2 separate regions of the Capsicum annuum genome follow, and region 1 is linked to region 2. The links are chromatin contacts, called in public Hi-C maps. All regions are on one chromosome and are shown on one strand. The core of a region is the stretch at or near the end of the contact, and the rest is flanking DNA. Distances in the headings are between cores, read along the strand shown. Region 1 has its middle 58 kb from the start of LOC107873093. Region 2 holds the start of LOC107873093 (metacaspase-1).

Region 1 (2,863 bases), core at 80-2,579, 58 kb after region 2:
CGAATTCAGGATTTGAAATCTCCGATTGATTGAATCGATAAGTCTACTTGGCACCTTGAGACTCCGAATCCTGAATCTGCCTTTGTATATATATATGTGTGTGTGTGTTTGTGTGTGTGTGTTGTGTTTATGCAAACGTGTGCTGCATGTTTATTTCAAGTTATTTACAATACAAAATCTGAATTACTAATGATATATTTGAAAGAAAAAAAGAACTACATCTTGAGCATAATAATAACATAAATACTTGTAACAAATTAATAATAACAAGAAGGATTATGGTAAAACAAAGTTAATCGATAAAAAATCTTAATGAGGAGACTACTTTTAATAGATTCTCGACTCACAAGAAATAATTGTACAATAATAACATACTCAGTGTAATAATAAATCTTACCCGTACGAGATAGATGAGTTGTTTCTGATAAACCGTTGACTAAAAACAATAATTATACATACATTTTCCCATAGGCATTTGTTATAATCACAGTTATTTTCTGACAACCAATCTAAAGTTACACATGAATTATCATATGTTTTTGGCTATAGAAGAAACTCCTTTCACTGTAACCCTCAACTTATATGAATTTGACAAACTATAAAACACAATGACACTAAAAGAACAAAATAATGAAAAAACTATTGCTTGAATTCATCTTTATTTTTTTTATTGATCAATCAATAAAAAATGGGAGGAAAAAAGAAGAATAGCGTGTTAGAAAATTTACGGGAAACGTTTAAGAAAAATGAAGTAGCTAAAGACAATAAATCCTATTTGACTTACAATTACAAAAATCAAATGTGTACTACTATGATTTTTCTTTAAAACAGGTCAGAAATATCTTTCACGTATTAAAATTGATTCAAAAATAAAAAATATACTCAATTAAATTATTATGTCAGAAATACCCTTCAAGTATTAAAATTGATTTAAAAATACCCATATCCACCTTTATGGCTGATAAATACCCTTGCAACTAACTATTTTTGTAAATCATAATTAAAATTTTGAAAAAGAGTCAGAAATATCCGCTGAGTATTGAAATTGGTTCAAAAATACCCCTCCATCCACCTTTATAGCTCAAAAATATCCTTACAGCTAACGATTTTTTAAATCATAATTAAAATTTTTATTAAATGTGTGATAATTTTTTATTGGTCAAAACTAAATTAATTAAAATATTAAGCCCAATCCGGATTCAACTAAAACTGCTCAATTCAAACTCTACAAAATCAATCATAATTTTGATCGATGAATGATGTGAAGTGTGTGGTGTGAAGTGGTCTTGTAAGGGAATACACGTGCCCAGTGATGGCAAGACAATCTGATATATACAAACAAAAATAGAGACAACTACTTAGGAAAGAATATAATATGTTTTTGATACAAACTAAATATGTCACATAAAATGAAATGGAGGAGGTAACAAGATAGTGTTGCCTAAGACGTGGCATAACCAAGACATCCCAATTAGTTTTGCTAGCTAAGACAAAGAAATATATATCACAAAGAAATATCAAACTAACATTATAATTAGGGGATAGAATTCTTCACAACATTACATTAGACTGACAAATTCTAAGTCAACAAAGTTCCTATATTTGATAGAAAAAATTACTCATACTACTGGGTAGTTTTAGTTGAGGCAAATTTTGTACGAATTGGGTTAGGTAGTTTGAGTTGGGTTCGGATTGGATTTAACATTTTAATTAATTTAGTTTCAATCAATAAAAAGCTGCCATGTATTTAATAAATTTTTTAATTATGATTTTAAAAACAAATTAGCTGAAAGGGTATTTTTGAGCTATAAAGGTGTATGGGGGTATCTTTGAATCAATTTCAATACTTAAAAGGGTATGTTTGGCCCTTTTCCAAATTTTTAATTATGATTTTAAAAGTCCATTAGTTGCAAGAGTATTTTTGAGTCATAAAGGAGGATGGAGGGGTATTTTTAAATCAATATCAATACTTGAAGGGTATTTCTGGCTCAACAGGTTAACAGAGGATATTTTTGAACGAATTTTAATACTTTAAGGATATTTCTGATCCTTTTCCGAAAAACGAAAAACTTACCCAATAGTATGACAGATAGATGACACTTTTACCATATATATATATATATATATATACTAGTTTAGGTATACGTGCCTTGCGCGTGTACCTCACTTTAATGAGTTCAAACATTACACTAAATAAGATATTTATTTAAATAATAAAAATAAATATAATAATTAAATTTAATATCTTTTGAGTATGTAAAGATGGATAATTCATTTATCAAACCTAATCTTCAATATTTATAGAAGTATTTCCTTAATAAAGTCCTATTTTAGGAGTATTTTTTTAATTGAACAGTAGAAAAAAATATTAATTAATTCTCCTACCATATATTTTAGGAGTCCCATACATTTTATGAAGTCTAGAAAAATGCTAATTATATCTACTACCATATATTTTAGGAGTCTCATATATTTTAGAAAGTCTAGTTAATATAATAAAAAATAATTAAATAATAAATAAAAAATAATGAAAAGATAATTTTGTTTAAAGAATTGTCAAAAAGTATATATATATATATATATATATATACACACATTATGTATACTTTATATTTGGCTGAGGTCATAATAATTTGTGTCCAGCAGTTAAATGTGATAAAAAAAAATTGTTTTGGGTGGGTGGGTGGGGGATTGTGTGTGTTTAGCTAGTGCATGTCTCGAATACAAATTTCCAACTACAGTCTCTTCAGACTTATTCGCGCCTTGTCATCGCCTTGTCATCTGTTCCTATTGGTGTACGCATAGAAAAAAGATTTACTCTTAATTTCAGTTGAGAAATGAAAAACAAAAACTTCATCTATAA
Region 2 (3,002 bases), core at 295-2,794:
TATTTAGCTTAAACTGAATAAATGCCAACCTGATTTGTTTAGAAAGAGCACAGTGGTAATATTTGTCTACAAAAGTAGTAGTAAGAGATTTGATAACCCAAAGAACCAAACTAATGCGAAAATTGATAATTAATCATATTAAAAAATCATGTGAGGAGAACCAATTTTTTTGCCATGTGACCAGGAGGTCATGGGTTCAAGCCTTAGAAACAGCCTCCGACAAAATGCAAGGTAAAGCTATGTATAATACACCCTTGTGGTGGATCCTTTCTTGACCTTGCGCATAGTGGAGCTTTAGTGAATCGGACTGCCATTTTTACGTGGGAAGGAGCAAGAGAAAATGTTACACATAAAGTGGTCTATTTTTATTTTTTGTGTAAATAAAGAATTGAAAATTACTTTTCCATTTGTCAGGTCTGAACACTTGGTCTTACTTATGTGAAGATCCAAAGTTTCATAAAGGAGAAAAACAAAGGACGAGGAAATACTTGAACAATATTAGTTGGTTTTGACATTTTTGTAAAACATTGCAGTGACCCGAATATTGCATAGAGAACCTAACATGTTTGTTTGGACTCAATATTCTGAGTTCCTACAATAACTTGGTCTCTTGTCTGACACTAAATACTATACTAAAAAACCAACACAACATTTAGCAGAATGTAGTAAAAAGGTAAATTTTCATGCTTTAATTTTTCTTTCAATTGCTTGACCCCTTCCCCCTGATCTACAAAATATTGGTTATTCTGTTTTCAAAATTCAACCAGCAGTTGAAAATTTTCGAATTCCTCTAATTGCTAGAGGTCATGAAGTGATAAATGTAATTCCATTGGAAAAATGGGCACAATGCATTAGAAAACAATTGAAAGTTACCTCAGAACAAGTCAAAGTCAAGATACGATAAGTTCAAAGATGGGAAAAAGGGAGCGTATTGTATTCAAAGGGATGAACGAGAGTTATACCAGTAAGCATGAGAATGGAGTCTTGAGGAAACTTGAATCGATTGGTGAGCAAGAACCTCATACATTTGGCATCATTGATGCATCCCTTGAGTTCATTCTTGGTGTTCTTATACGAAATACCAACAATCACAGCTCTCTTTCGCGCGCCCTGTGACAAGGAATTTTGACCTGAAGTTAAGTGGTAATTATAAGGAGACGGGGGAGGAGCTAGAGGATAGTAGTGGTTATTGTAGGCAGAAGCTGGTGTTGGTGGTGGTGGCGGGGCAGGGGCTGTAGGATAGTAGGCGGAAGGACGTGGTGGTGGTAGTGGTGCTGGATTAGTGCGAGGGTCAGCGATAAGAGTTACGGCTCGGCAGATGGCGCAGCGTATGGACTTTGCACCTGGTGGAAGTTGTAAGGGTGTGTGGCAGTTGGAACAGTTGACAAGCATCATCTTTTTTTTTTCCTCAATTAATTAACAGTGGAACTTCGATTAAGATAATTGAATATGGTGATCACTTTTATGTATTAGTGGATTGATGGGTGACAGCAAAGAGTGAATTTATTTATTTATAGATAAAATAAAATGAAAAAAAAGAAATGGAAGTTGGTAGGAATGAGAATGGAGGAGGAGACGAAGGCTCGTAGGTTGACTTTCATGCATGTCTACCCTATTATTATAAATTTTGATTATTTAAAAAATATAGGCAATTTTTCAAATATAATGCCCAACTAAATAAGTTTATAACTGCAATCTACGATCTATATCTATATCTATAATATATTAAAAATGTAAAGACTTTGAATTTAACTTTTTGTCTTTTATTAAAATATTTTTTTTAGACAAAATTATCTTTTCACTATTTTCTTTAATTATTATTTAATTATTTTTATTATATTAACTAGACTACTAAAATATATGAGACTCTTAAAATATATGAAAGGATAATCAATTAATATTTTTTCTTGTGCTGATCAATTAGAAGTCCAAAGACTTTTCTTTAGATAAAATTGTCTTTTCACTATTTTTTTTAATTATTATTAAATTATTTTTATTATATTAACTAGACTGCTAAAATATATAGGACTCCTAAAATAAATGGAAGGAGAATCAATTAATATTCTTCCTTGTACTGATCAATTAGAAAAATACTAGGACTCTATTAAGGAAATACTTATATAAATATTGAGATGCATGTTAAACTACCGAAGAAATCAATTTACATATTGGGAAAATATGATCGATGTTCATCGAACTTAATTCGGTTGCATGTCTAGATTGATGGATGTTTAATTTTCGAATCCTCAACTTCTTCACGGTTTTTGTCAATATAATAGAATTCAACGTGTGTATATATATATATATATATCTTCTTTGTTTTCATTCAGGTCATTCTTTAAGGTCAAAATTTTCGCTCACACAAGAATTATTTTCATCAAAATTGAAGCTTTGTAATCGTAATTGTATTATTTTATTGTAGTTTACAGGTGGTAGATGAATGTCGGTCAGCTTCGGGGATTTTTTTTAGGCAAAGATTAGATTTAATTGTATTATTTTTATATCTCTGTTTTGAGAAAAAATTTTGTGTAAAGGTTAAGTTTAGTTGTATTATTTTGATGTCTCTATTATCGTATTATTTTGTTATAGTTTACAGATGGTAGATGAGTGTCAGACGGCTTTAAGAAAATTTTTGTGTAGTTATATTGTTTTGATGTCTCTTTCATCGCATTAGATGAATGTCGATCGACTTTGACAATTTTTTTTTTGGTAAATGTTAGGTTTAATTAAATAAATTCTCCAAAGATGTTGAATTTAATTATTGTATTTATCTTTGTTATTTAGACAAATATCTTATTTAGTGTAACGTTTGAACTCAATAAAGTGAGGTACACGCGCGAGTCACGTATACCTAAACTAGTAAAATAAAAAAGAGAAGAGAGCTTATAATTTCACCAATTAAATAAGTTTATAACTGTGTTTTTTAGATGAATAATATTAGTTAACTTTTCGAAGAAAAATTGCTGTTTACTTAATATGTTTCATTGTACATGATAATTTTA

Evidence for each region. A called contact is a pair of places that touch in the nucleus more often than the background predicts.
Region 1: a Hi-C map of placenta shows a contact between it and region 2, with 2.8 times the contacts expected there. The contact joins the enhancer-like site here to the promoter of LOC107873093 in region 2. A contact is called at or near these places in 2 of 5 Hi-C or Micro-C datasets (leaf and placenta).

What each region holds. Positions count from the first base shown.
Region 1 is chr3:118,592,187-118,595,049 of UCD10Xv1.1, forward strand. No RefSeq gene overlaps it. Among protein-coding and RNA genes, the nearest start is that of LOC107873093, 58 kb to the left of the region's middle. Within about 2 kb of position 1,330, at least 2 of the 5 cell types and tissues checked have an H3K27ac peak or open chromatin away from gene starts, as enhancers often do. A contact at or near this core is called in leaf, where this site is marked.
Region 2 is chr3:118,533,857-118,536,858 of UCD10Xv1.1, forward strand. It overlaps LOC107873093 (metacaspase-1), which reads right to left and starts at 1,545. Exons shown (of 5, transcript XM_016719819.2): 1 at 963-1,545. The coding sequence starts at 1,395.